Linked DNA regions of Sus scrofa: regions 1 and 3 are each linked to region 2. A link is a contact called in public HiChIP or PLAC-seq and promoter capture Hi-C data. All regions are on one chromosome and are shown on one strand. Each heading gives the region's core, a stretch centred on a gene start, on an enhancer-like site or on the middle of the called end of the contact. The rest is flanking DNA. Distances are from core to core; before and after follow the strand shown.

Region 1 (4,547 bases), core at 442-2,941, 160 kb after region 2:
CTTGGTTCCTTATCAGCCTTTGGCCTCTCTCTCTCTCTCTCTCTTTTTTTTTTTTGTTCTTTCCTTTTTTGGTCACCCACGGCATTTGGAGATCCTGGGCCAGGGATCAGATCTGAGCCACAGTTTTCACCTAAGCCACGGCTACAGCCAATGCCAAACCCTTCAACCCACAGTCTTGGGCCGGGGTGCTGCGGAGAAGCCGCTGATTTCATTGCATCACAGCAGGAACTCCACCTTTGATCTCTTTCTGAAAGGTTTCTTCAGACCCCTCAACCACCCCACCCAGCTCGACAATCATAAAAAGGTTGCACGCAAAAACTAAACCGTGATCTATTGGCTAGGTCAAGTTAAAACAGAAATCGTTTCCATTCCGTAAGACAACAGCTAACAATTACCGGGAGTTTTACTAAAGGTCATACATTGTTTTTAGAGCTTTTTAAGCTTTCTCCCCCACAATTCCCATAACCTTATAAGGGAGGTAGGATGACTTCCATTGGGGATGAGTATTCATTCTCTAGTATCATTCAGGTAGGAACACTGAAGCTGAGTTAGCCCCAAGGCTACTAAGTGGCGGAGTTACAAGCCAGGTACAGACCTGAAATATCTGAGCAATTAGCTTAATTCCACTTTACAAGGTAAATAACAACCCAATTCTCCAGAGGACCGAGATCATGGAGATAAAATTTCCCTCCCCCAGGAGTCCCCACTGTGGTGCTGTGGGTCAATGAGCCGGCTCCTCTGTGGTTCAATCCCCGGCCCTGCACAGTGAGTTAAGGATCGGTGGTGTGGCTGCAGCTGTGGCACAGGTCGCAGCCACAGCTCTGATTTGATCCCTGGCCTGGGAACTACCACCTGCGCTGGGGGCAGCCGAAAAAGCAGAAAGAATGCCTTCCCCAAACTAAACTCTTTGAAGACTGTGGATAGTAATACTACGAATGTTCACCCTAACTTCCCCCAGAGCGTCTGCCTTCTCGTAAAACAGCTCACCTGTTCTCCTTCCTGCAGGGGGACTCGGGCGGCCCCCTGGTGTGTATGAAGGGCAACCACATGACCTTGGTTGGCGTCATCAGCTGGGGCCTGGGCTGCGGGCAGAAGGACGTTCCGGGTGTGTACACCAAGGTCACAAATTACCTGAACTGGATTCGAGACAACACGAGACCGTGACCGAGAACCTCACGGAGACGCTACTTCCTCCACCTTGGAGACGATGCGCCGAGGCGGGTGCTTCTTCCCGCCGCCCAGGCAGGGGGAAGGTGTTATCTTCGCAGGTACTTCCCATCTGAGAAGTTTTCAGGACTTAAGGTCTGAAATGGACTCTGTCAGTCGGGGACAATGGATGAATGCCACCTGAACACCACCACCCAGCACAGAAGCCCACCTCCTGCTCTGTCAATGCCAGAAGCATTGGAAACGGGACCACAAAGATAAAAGTGTGTCTCAAGAGTCAAAGAGAACTTGATCCTTCAGGGAAGAAGGGTTGCATTAGAAATAGAATGTCTATTTATAGTCACAGGAAGCTGGGGGCTCTTAGGGAGGGAGGGGCTGGCTGGCCAGATCAGACTCCTCAAATCCAGCCTTTAAATCAAGTGTCTGGCTTTCCTTTGCTCCAGCTCTTGGAAGGAAATCCTGTCGTGCACAGTGTAATTCTTTTTTCTTTATAAACATCATAATAGAAGAGGAGACACATGTCATTTGAATAACTGAGAAACTAGGCTTCAGCTTATTTATATCAATCCAGTCTCGTGTTTATTTACTATGTTGCCACAACCCTGAATGATATCTTACTGGAATAATAAAGTCTGATATATTTTTCACATATTTTCCCAAATCAGAGTGGAGTCGTTTGTGACCCCCGCCCCCCAGCTCTTTTATCCATGTTACTCCTGTCCACATTCTTTGAATCATTGGAAATATTTCCTTTCATTCATTCAGAATAGCTGCGGCATACAGTGTGCTGTACTAGGTGCTGTGGTTGGGAAATAAAGGGGGGAAGAAAGGAGCTTTTGGTTTGATTGGAAAAGAGCTATTTAGGGAAATGACAAGGCAGAATGGAGATGGAGCACAAAAAGGAAGTTTTACTGAAACTTAGCTGCAGGAAGGATTGGAGAATGTTAAGGAACAAGATAAAATTAGGTAGGCTTTTCAAAAATTGGTCATGATTTGGGCTGGTAGAGAGAGGTGGTAAAGGCTTTTTTTTTTTTTTTTTTTTTTGGCTATGCCCACAGCATGAGGAAGTTCTCAGGCAGGGATTGAAACCTGTGACCTGAGCCACAGTGGTAACAATGCTGGATCCTTAGCCTGCTAGGCCACCAGGGAACTCTGTGGAGTGCATTCCTCAGGCAAGGAACATCCCTGTGTGAAAATCTGCAGATCTAGAGAGCAAAAAAGGCCGGGGAAGTGAGGAAAGGAACTGAGTTGTACAGTTGGTCCAAAGTGAAGTTTATGAAGAAGAATGTAGGTTGGAATTTAATTACGGTGTTTTGAATGCCAAACTGAGCTTTGGACTTGATTCTGAAACTGATAATACATGAGACTTGAACCTAGCCAGAGCCCAGATGGGACTTGAACCCACGTGCTGGACCCAGCCAAAAATCCAGATTGGGACTTGAACCCATGGATTTTAAATGAGAACCACTCACCTGGTGTCTGGATTTGTTGAGGTTCCGGTTCTTTGTGCCTGAGCATAGAACGTATTCAGCGAGAGACAAAGTGATGGACAAGAGATAGATTTTATTAAGATAAGATGCTTGTGAGAGATGCAAGTGGGCAGGGGAGGAGACCCTGCCCGAGGATTAGGTGGACTACAGTTTTATCATGTAAGGGGAGTGGGGGTGGAATCTGCTTCAGTGAATCTGCTTCTTCTGTATCACTTTGAACTGAGACATAAAGAACCTGAACTTCAGTCCTGAAATCAGGTCCCGCTGTGGCTCAGTGGTTAACGCATCTAACTAGGAACCATGAAGTTGCAGGTTCGATCCCTGGCCTTGCTCAGTGGGTTGGGGATCTGGCATTGCTGTGAGCTGTGGTGTGGGTTGCAGATACGGCTCTGATCTCAAGTTGCTGTGGCTCTGGCGTAGGCCGGCAGCTACAGCTCCAATTAGACCCCTAACTTGGGAACCTCCATATGCCGTGGGAGCAGCCCTAGAAAAGGCAAAAAGACAAAAAAAAAAAAAAAAAAAAAAAAAGAAAGAAAGAAAGAAAAAAAGAAAAGCAGTGGAGAAGATCCTGTCATGGCTCAGTGGTTAACGAACCTGACTGGCATCCATGAAGACATAAATTTGATCCCTGGCCTCGCTGAGTGGGTTAAGGATACCGAGTTGCCGTGAGCTATGGTGTAGCTCACAGACTTGGCTCAGATCCCGAGTTGCTGTGGCCCTGGCATAGGATGGCGGCTACAGCTCCGACTGGACCCCTAGCCTGGGAACCTCCATGTGCCGCGGGTGCAGCTCTAAAAAGACAAAAAAAAAGGCAGTGAGATTAAGTCCCAATCTGAGTTGTGAGATTTTGTTAGGGCACAATTGACTGAAACTGCCCACCTTGGCAGGCATGGTAATAGCCACTTGCATGAGTTATCTTACAAGGGGGTGGGGTCCCAACAAGGAACAAAGTGCTACCCTGAAGAATAACTGGGAGGATCTGTGAGGGGCCAGTAGGGAGAAGATGACCAACCTCCCAGAATCCTTAGTGCTGGAATCCATCTTGGTGGAAAGATGCTCACACCACCAAGAAGGAACCAGAGCCAGACCACGTAGGTCTGAGCAAGATGACTGGCCAGAAACAACCCAGAGGGAGTTCCCATCGTGGCTCAGCAATAACGAATCTGACTAGGATCCACAAGGATGTGGGTTTGATCCCTGGCCTTGCTCAGTGAGTTAAGGATCCGGTTTGATGTGAGCTGTGAGCTGTGGTGTAGGTTGCAGACATGACTCAGATCTTGTGTTGCTGTGGCTGTAGCGTAGGCCGGCAGCTGCAGCTCCAATTGGACCCCTAGTCTGGGACCGTCCACATACCGCATGTATGGAAGGAAGGAAGGAAAGAAAGGAAAGAAAGAACCCAGAAACCAATGCCATCCCATAAACCCTGAGACATGAGGCAGAACAATTCTTCTGGGTTCCTTCACCTGCTGTTTTCCGCCTGGGCACCCCTTCCCAATAAAGTCTCTTGCTTTGTCAGCACCTGTGTCTCCCCAATTCATTCCCGAGTGTTAGGAGGCCACACTCAGGCCCTGGAAGGGGGTCGTACCCCCGGCCCACTTCCTGCCAGAGTTTCACTGCCTGACAGTTTTTTGTCAGTGACACCCCGGATCTAAGAGTAAATCTGATGATGCAATGCTTGCTATTGGGTACAGGCCGGTTCCTTGGAGAAGAGGAGACATGGTCGCAATTGTCCCCTCCCCCCACCCCCCTTCCCCCCGCCCCGGCTGTCAGAACTGCTCAGCTTTGAGGATCTTAGAAGAAAAGTAGTTTTCGACTCACAAAAGAGACTCTCCACTTCAGTGGCTCTGTTTGCTGCTGTGGCACAGGTTCCATCCCTGGCCCTCGAATTTC
Region 2 (4,360 bases), core at 505-3,004:
AAATGGGCTAAGTGTAGACCTCTGGGAACTACAACATTAAAAGGTAAGATAGAAGAGGTGAAAGAACAGAAGGTTGTACCATCATGCAAGTCAAGGTGAACATCACTGAGAGTCCAGTGAGATGAGATATGGGTGAGAACCTTTTCAGAGGAATAGAGGGATGAAAATTATACTGCAGTGAGAGGAGGAATGACGGGATGAGGAAATCCAGGCCAGGAATTCAGATTATTCAAGGTCAACTGCAAAGTGGAGGAAAGAGAAAGGCGCTAGCTAGAGGGTAGAAGAAAGTTAAGAAGTTTACTTTGATTTTGCTTTTAAAAGCTGAGGCATTGGAGTTCCCCTCGTGGCTCAGTGGTTAACAAATCCGACTAGGAACCATGAGGTTGCAGGTTCGATCCCTGGCCTCGCTCAGTGGGTTAAGGATCCGGCGTTGCCATGAGCTGTGGTGTAGGTTGCAGACGCGGCTGGGATTCCGAGTTGCTGTGGCTCTGGTGTAGGCTGGCAGCTACAGCTCCGACTGGACCCTTAGCCTTGGAACCAACATATGCTGTGGGAGTGGCCCAAGAAATGGCAAAAAGACATTAAAAAAAAAAAAAAAAAAAAGGTGAGCATTTGGACAGGCTAAGGGGGCAGACAGAGGTGGTTGTGGTATTAACGGCTAGAATAAAGCCCCTGGTGAAATGGACAAGGATGCTGCACAGTAGAAATAAGCACAACACTGTAAAACAACTATACTTCAATTAAAAAAGAAAAGGACAAGGACGGGATCCAAAAAGGTAACAGATTAGCCACAGACCAAACAGACGGAAAGACTTCCTTGAACCATATCTTCTTTCAACACAGACCTCTCCCACTCTCTCATTATGGCTTAAAATTAAACTGCATTTTCAGTAATCCACATTTGATGACGGGAAAAACAGGTATTAACCTTTTTTCAATCAGAATTGGCAACTAATCAAAATTGATCCTACAAAGCTGTGCCCAAATTCTCCCAGGAGTATCACAGTAAGGTGCCACCAAAGTCAATACTCTCAGTTCTTGTTTTTTTCTCCTCCTGCAGATGGTCCAAATATCCACTAGACCCTCAGCCCGGCTGACTGCCACACATCCCAGAGAACGCCGCACGGTCTCACCTATAGGCGTTGTACTTGTGTATAGCCTGGTTCACGTTCTTCTCAAAGTTTGCGAGTTCTGAAAAGGCAACAGGAAAGTCGGGTGAGCAAGAACCACGAGTAAACAAGTGAGAACGGAGTTTCCTGGAAGAGGACCTAAAAGCTTCTCAGGGACAGTGACCCCTGCTTGTAAACCGGCCAGGCCAAGGGCAACCCAAGCGTGACGCAAGGGTCCCCCAGCAGGGCTGACAATCAGCACCGGCGCCGAAGGAAGATCTGCAAGGCAGACTCCGCGCTGTGAGGGGCCAACCCATCCCTGAGCTTGTCGAGCGAGGACAGAGAGAAGGGAAGGCAATGGGGAGGGAGAAGAGGAGAAAGCCTGCGGCACCCGGCTGGCACTAACCTGTGAGCATGTCGGTGATGCCTCCGTTCAGAGTCTCCTGCGGCGCCTTCCGCTTGCTCATGGTGGTCTGCACGCGAGGACCGCAGCGCGCTCACAGCCGGCGACAAGCCCCCTCTCCCAGCTTTAAGTAAGGGCCGGGACTTGGAGAGGGGGGAGGACCATCATGGTCTCCGCCAAGCCAGCGAGACCGGCGGAACAATGGCTGCCTCTGACAGGGGGCGCGGCGCGTGGCGCGCTGATGACGTCACGCGCTCGGGGCGGGGCCTCTGCCAGGGTGGGCGGGGCCGGTGCTAAGGTGGGCGGGGCGCGGCCGGTGCAGAGGATGGGGTGGGGCTAGCGGTGGAGCGAGAGAGAAATGGGTATCTGGAAGACAGGCTGGGCCAGAGCTTGGATTTGGCGGACGGAAGTTGGATGCCCCAGGATTACATCCCAATGGGTTTCCTAAGGGAGGGCCTGGATTTCTGACTCAAGACGTTTTACCTGTCTTCCCAGTATGTTTCTCTGCAATCCTCTCCCTTGAGGGGCAGTTGGGTTTTGACTCTAAAGTCAATACCTCAGGTGGCGGTGGGGGTATGTAAGATGGTGGGATGCGGGTAGAATACATACCATATGTGCACAGTAATAGGTGTTGGATGCATCACGTGCTTTATGTCTGATTAGTTGTAACACTGGCGTCAGACATTGTCCAAACTTGCTGCGAGATAGCAGTGCAGTCCACTCTGTAGAGGAGTCCTGTAAGGTTGCTGCATGAGCCTGGAATGAAGTCTGCGGATCATAGGAAATGCCCCAGCCTAAACTCTTTGGCAGATATGCCAACCAATGTCGGAAGATAATTTTATTTTTTTGTTCTGCTCTTTTTGCACTGGGGGCAGAAGTGGAAAAAAAAAAAAAAAACAATAAGAAGGGAAAAGTCATTAACCTAGATAGATAATGAGCAGTGTAACTGCCATTACAACATAATGACCTATATCTGAGAAATTTACAGCTCTGCTTGAGAAATGGAAATGTGGCAACAGCACTATTTAATTTCCAAGTATAACTCCTGAGGTTCATACTCAACTGCCAATTCCAGGCAATTGCTTTGTATGTAAATAAAATTAAAAGCCTCGCAAAATGATACATGGTTGCTGTAGCAAAATCAGAAATGTATAGGAGAAGAGAAAATGAACATCAATGATTATCTCACCATCCAGCTTAACCACTACTCATATTTTGGAACATATACTTCCAATCTTCTAATCCAGTCCTTTTAAAATCCCCGTCATTTTTCGACAATGGAATAATTACATAAAATTAGTTTCTGTGGTTAGGTCATGCCTGGGTTTTTTGTTTTTTGGTTTGTTGGGGGAGGTTGTTTGGTTTTTTAGAATACAAGTGTACACCTTAACATTATGCTTCTTGGACATTTGTATGTCTTCTTTTGTGAATTTCCTATTTATATCCTTTGCTCATTTTTCTAATGGGGTAGTTGTCTGTTTCTAACTTACATTTTTAAACTACTACTACTAACCCTTTTGTGTATATTGCATTTGTAAATATTTTGGTAAATATTTGCATCATCTCCTTATCCCTTGCCTTTTAACTTTCTTCTAAAACTTCTTAACACCTTGATCCACACCTTCATTTAGATATTCTCCGTTCTGCCTTTTTCCTATGCAATCTCCATTCCAGTTGTATTCATATTATTTTGTTCTCATGAATGGTCATTTCTCATTAAATAAAAAAATTTTCACCTCTGAATAATGACAGTTACAACTTTAGGCAATTGTGGGATCACTTTTTTCTTCTTCTTCTTTGGCTGCCTGGCATCATATGGAAATTCCTGGGCCAGGGATCAGAGCCCAGCCACAGTTTCGGCCTACGCCACAGCTGCAGCAACGCTGGATCCTTAACCTGCTGTGCCAGGTTGGGGATTGAACCTGTATCCCAGCGCGGCAGAGACAACACTAATCCTGTTGCACAACAGTGGGAACCCTTAGGATCACTTTTTATATGAGTTACACTAACTGTTAAAAGATCAGTGCCAGAAAAATCCAAGGAAATTAATCAATGCTCTGTTCTCATCTTCTTGGACTAAACAGTAACCTTGGATCCACTCAACTACTTTTCCTGAAATAATCTGTTTTCACTTGGCTCCTAAATTAGCCTCTGCTCTGGGTTGCCCTTGTTCCTTACTGTTCCTTACTAACCACTCCTTCTCCAGTGTTTTTTCTTTTTAGGGCCACACCCTCAGCATTTGGAAGTTGCCAGGCTAGGGGTTGAATTGGAGCCGTAGCTTCGGGTCTACGCCACATCAACACAACGCCAGATCCAAGCGACGTCTGCGACCTACATCACAGCTCATGGCAACACTGGATCCCTAACCCGCTGAGTAAGGCCAGGGATCCCAAGTCCTCATGGATACTAGTTGGGTTAGTTACCACTGAGCCACAATGGGAACTCCTCCAGCGTTTTGTTTTGTTTGCTTGTGGGTGTGCTTGTTCCTTGGCTCGCCACTCTCCAGTCTTCATGGGAAAGTGCCTCAGGCCTTGATCCTCTAACTAGCTTTTCCACCCTGTCCAGTTTCACCCTTTCAAAGGCCATGTCTAGCATGAAATCCCCTAAGTGTATATTTCTAGCCCTGATCCCCCTTGAGCTCCAGTCTCAGATATCAAACTATACAGGGGACCTATCTACTTGTCCATAGTGGGCAGCTCAAAGGTAAAATGTCCTACAGAACTCTTGATTCTTGCCCCACCAACTTCTCCTTAACTCCCCCAGACCCCCTATTCCCCCCCTCCCCCAATGACATTTAATCCCCTCTGCCATTGGGCCAAAACCCTGGAGTCATTCTTAATTGTTCTTT
Region 3 (4,415 bases), core at 1,267-3,766, 130 kb after region 2:
CATTCCCAGGACCAGGATATTACCTACTCTGAGTCATTAGGTTGGATTTCCACAAAACTCACCTGACCTGAAAACCTTCTCCTCTCAATCCCCTGTGCTGGGCCCACCTCGAGACCCCAAGCACCCCCAACACACACGCTCTCCCCCACCACCCAACAGACCACCCCTCCCTACGGGAGAGCACTTTGAAGTTTAACCGATCAAATTTGCATTTGATTTGGGGCCTAAAACCTAAGGGGGGTTGGGGTTGGGGTTGGGGGGGATGGACTCCCCCTACCCACCCCCCTTGCAAACCTCCCCCCCACCCCCACAGCCTTCAATCACACCTGGCCACCCGCTCCCCTGCCACCACAGCATCTCTGGCCAAACTTTCGGAGTCCTTACCCAGACTTGCCGTCTCTCTGTGATCTAAGCATTTACGTGAGATCATTCATCTTCTACGGGAGCTCAAATTAAAGTCCTATTGCCGGAGTTCCTGTCGTGGCGCAGTGGAAAAATAAATAAATAAAGTCCTATTGCTCTTCACCTCTGCTGAGCCAAAATGCAAAAAACCAAGAAAGCAAGAAAGGAAAGAAAAACAACAAAAACCCCTCTGAGCCTCTTCCTAGCAAAGCACCTTACAGGAAAGTAGACCGTCTCAAGGGACAGGTATAGCTTATCCCTGATAGAGCTTTATCCGATGCTTGTCTGCAGATAAAGAGCCAGTGTAGCTGACTTGGCACCCCACCGCGCCTTTCTGTAATGGCCAGGGACTGAGCTATGGCTTGATAAAAAAATCTGGACAGACAGGAGTTTCCGTTGTGGCTCAGTGGGTTAAGAACCTGACACAGTGTCGGTGAGGATGGAGGTTCGCTCCCTGGCCTCACTCACTGGGTTGAGTATCCGGCGTTGCCATGAGCTGTGGTGTAGGTTGCAGATGAAGCTCCGATTCGACCCCTAGCCAGGGAACTTCTGTATGCCGCAGGTGAGGCAGTGAAAAGAAAAAAATTACGTGGAAAGACACTTCAACCTTGGCCATGACTCTTATTTTCCAACCTCTAAATCAGCTCTCAAGCTTGACAAGTACGAGGGTATTTAGAATCAGAGTACAGGAAAGCTGGCCTGCCACATTTTTCCTTGCCAGCCTCCTGCAGCCTTTGTCCCACTTCTCTCTCATTTTCACAGTGCCTTTTCTCAGCGGGACATCATCGACCAGCAAGAACAGCTGCCGCTGGCTGCACCCTTCCACGTGTCAGGGATCTCATCTGCATTCTCTCTCTCTAATCCATAGGTGACCTCAGCTGCCAAAGCTCAGCATAACTGAAAAACTTGACTGAGGTCACATCCCTAATTCCTGGTACAGCTGATTCAGGCGTCAGGCTTTCCCCTATACTGTGCGTGCGGCCCTCATTTATCAGTCATTTGCCAGATCCAGGTCAGACGGGGACATGTACATTTAAGGGCAAACACGGAAAAACTTCCTTGGTACGACGGTGGGTGGGGAGGGATGGAGCTTCCGCGTGTGCAGCCCGGTTCAGGCAGAGAGTGGACTCAGCGCCCCCAGTGGGTATTCCACAACCCAGTGGGGACCTCGGGAGCTCAGAAGACCTCAGTGGCCCCAGAAGGATTCAGTTTACAGAGAAATGAAATGATTTCCCCCAAGGTGACAGAGCTGGGGAGTGGCTGATTCCCGGGCAGGGACACTTTCCAGGGCAGGTGAGCAGGGAAGCCCTGCCCACTTCTTGTTTACCTGTCCTCACCCTCCCTCGGGTGCCTGACTTTCCTCTGCCCTGAAGGCGGCTGGTCCATCTGTCCAGCTCTTCCAACCTCTTGTGTCTGGAGCAGCAGAGCTATTCCTAGAGATTCCAGAAGAATCCCCCTCCCCCTTCCAGTCCCCTCGGAGTGCATTCGTTTAAAAAAGTAAACTCCGCTTCTTCAGAAAGGGGCTTCAAGTCAGCGGGTCTTCAGCATCCATTGAGATGGTTGTAACAACAACAACAACAACAACAATAATAATATTTTGCTTTTTAGGGCCAGCCTGTGGCATATAGAAGTTCCCAGTCTAGGGGTTGAATAGGAACTACAGATGCTGGCCACAGCCACGCCAGATCCTTAACCCACCGAGAGAGGCCAGGGATCAAACCCACATCTTCCTTGATTGATACTAGTCAGGTCCATAACCCACTGCGCTGCACTGGTAACTCCCGGTGACTGGTGACTAGAGTTCTAAAGGAAGACGTATCTTCAGGTCACAGTCTACCTCCCAAATTCCTGTGAATGATGACATCAGGACAGTGAATAATCAGCCCTGGCCCGAAGCCAGGATGGCCTGCGCCCGCTTCCAGGGGGAACTTCCTCCCCCTCTTTATAAAAACAGGCCCGCCCCGGCTGGGCTCCAGCGGCCAGTCCACTGGGCATCTTCCGGCGGCAGCAGAGAAGCCCGCCCACCCCAGGGCCACCGACCCCACCCCCTGCTTTGAAATTTAAAGGAGGCCGGAGCCGGCGCCGGGTGAGTGCTGCCGAGGTCCTGCAGAGCCCGGGGCTGAAGGGAGAGCCTGTCCGAGGAGAGAAGACGGCGGCGGCGACAGCGGCGGGCAGTGGCGGTAGGTGGGATTCTGCACCTCTCGGTCTCCTTTTCTCTCGCTCAAAAGTCTTTCTGAGTCGAGGAAGGAGCGCCGTCTGATCAAGGGGCCGACTTTGTGATTAGGGCCAGAAGCGGTCTGCGCCCGCAGGGAGCTTTCTTTGTGCATCTAATGGGGTGGGTGGGCTGGAGTGTTCGGAGGGGCGAGGCGACGGGGGTCAGGGGTGGAGAGGGGGCTGGAAAGGATGTATTTCCTGGAGCTGAAGATTGCAAAGGGGACAGTGAAAAGAATGGAACCCAAAGGCTCTGAAGAGACAATGGACGCGCCTCATGACTAACGGGCAAAAGATGTGAAAAGGGCTATCAGGGGTGAGTGCGCGGAGGGTCCCTGGGGGCATCTGGCTAGGCTGCCTCCCTCTGCGAACCCACAGGGAAACTGAGGCTGGGGAGGGTGGAGAGGGACTTGCCCACCGAGCCGGGGACTAGAGGAGGGGGCTGGCTCTGGGCTCCCCCTCAACACCCCTTCCTCTGCTGGCATCCCCTCCCCCACCCTGGTGCAAAGTGTGGGGACCTCAGAACTTTTCAACTCCAGGGGCAATCACAGCCATGTCATCTACTGCTAACATGTTCTGCAGGGAGCCTGTCTGGCCCTCAAGGGTTTCGATGTTATTATCTGCATTTTCTTAACCTCAAGGGGAGGGAGAGAGGGAGCTCTCGGGTAACTGATGGCAGACTCAAGCCCAAAGAAGTGTGGTAGTGAGAATCCGTCGTGGTGGTTTTCTGCACCTGGCTGATGAGAGAAAAATTACGTGTGTGAGTGTGTGAAGAAATTCCGAAAGCCAGTTCTTAAGTGGATTCCTCCCACTCCACCCCCCCAAAGGACTTCCTAGCAATTCTTGCCTGTGGGGCAGGAAGACATCCTGGGATGCACACACTGACCGGTCCAGAATCAATAGACGCAGGTCAGCATGAGCTGCCCGGTAAGTGCTTCCTGAGCACAGAGCCAGATGGGGCAGCTGCAGAGACGCCGTGAAAATGGAGCTAGAAATAGCTCTATCCTATCCATCGGTTGATTCTACTTAAAACGTTCTCCAGGACGCCAGCCTCAAAGTGCTGGCTCTCATTGAGAGCAAATGAGAGCCACTCTTTGCAGAGTCTCCAGGACCCTCTCAGTAAATTAATTCTGGGGACCCTCGTATCAGATGCTCCTGGGGATAAGGCTGCCCTTGGTGGCTTCCTTACAGGCCTGGTTCAGTTCCTGCTTTGAGCGAGTAGCTAAGAAACAGCAACGGTCCTGTTACTAGTTTGTGCTCAAGGAGGGGCTCTGGGACCTGGGGCCCTAGCTTGTTGGGGAGCAGAGCTGGAGGTCAGTAGGAGCAACTCAGCCACAACCCCCCGCTGGTGTGAGTTGAAGCCACCAGCGCCCCTCAGAAGGCTGTTGCGCTTCTGGGGCAGTTACTGTGCAGGTGGGCCTGTCACTAATCCCCCTGCGGCCTGGGGTTTTACAGCAGCGTAAGCGGTCCTTTGGCTTGATCGTCCTTTGGAGGGAGCAATGTTGGCCTTGGGTCTTCCAAAGCTTCCAGAGTGTGGGCAGGTCATTCTGGATTGGAGGCCAAGGTGGCAACCTGGTTTTTGGCTTTAATCGTGGACTCAGTTCCAGTCAAAACTCCAAACCCGTGTGCTTCTCTGAATACCAAATATCTGTATTGAGTTGAAATGTTCAGTTTTGGAGTTCCCTGGTGGCCTAGAAATTAAAGACCCAGAGTTGTCACTGCAGTGCCTCAGGTTCAATCCCTGGCCTGGGAACTTCTGCATGGTCTGGGCGCAGCCAAAAGAAAAAAAAAGTGTTCAGCGT

What was found. Promoter capture Hi-C pulls out the DNA fragments that hold promoters and counts their contacts. HiChIP or PLAC-seq counts read pairs in DNA pulled down with a chosen protein or histone mark.
Region 1: a promoter capture Hi-C map of fetal skeletal muscle shows a contact between it and region 2, with 2.9 times the contacts expected there. The contact joins the enhancer-like site here to the promoter of POLB in region 2. A contact is called at or near these places in 3 of 5 promoter capture datasets (fetal liver, fetal skeletal muscle and liver), 3 of 47 Hi-C or Micro-C datasets (embryonic fibroblasts, fetal skeletal muscle and mesenteric adipose tissue) and 2 of 2 datasets of contacts at active chromatin or transcription factors (alveolar macrophages and skeletal muscle).
Region 3: a contact with region 2 is called in an H3K27ac HiChIP or PLAC-seq map of alveolar macrophages. The contact joins the promoter of PLAT here to the promoter of POLB in region 2. A contact is called at or near these places in 1 of 5 promoter capture datasets (liver) and 1 of 2 datasets of contacts at active chromatin or transcription factors (alveolar macrophages).

What each region holds. Positions count from the first base shown.
Region 1 is chr17:11,192,870-11,197,416 of Sscrofa11.1, reverse strand. It overlaps PLAT (plasminogen activator, tissue type), which reads left to right. Exons shown (of 16, transcript NM_214054.1): 16 at 1,006-1,818. The coding sequence ends at 1,164. Among named protein-coding and RNA genes, the nearest start is that of AP3M2, 28 kb to the right of the region's middle. Within about 2 kb of position 1,691, at least 2 of the 83 cell types and tissues checked have an H3K27ac peak or open chromatin away from gene starts, as enhancers often do. A contact at or near this core is called in fetal skeletal muscle and skeletal muscle, where this site is marked.
Region 2 is chr17:11,353,524-11,357,883 of Sscrofa11.1, reverse strand. It overlaps POLB (DNA polymerase beta), which reads right to left and starts at 1,754. Exons shown (of 15, transcript XM_021078254.1): 1 at 1,516-1,754; 2 at 1,134-1,191. The coding sequence starts at 1,576.
Region 3 is chr17:11,221,922-11,226,336 of Sscrofa11.1, reverse strand. PLAT (plasminogen activator, tissue type) reads left to right here and starts at 2,516. Exons shown (of 16, transcript NM_214054.1): 1 at 2,516-2,582.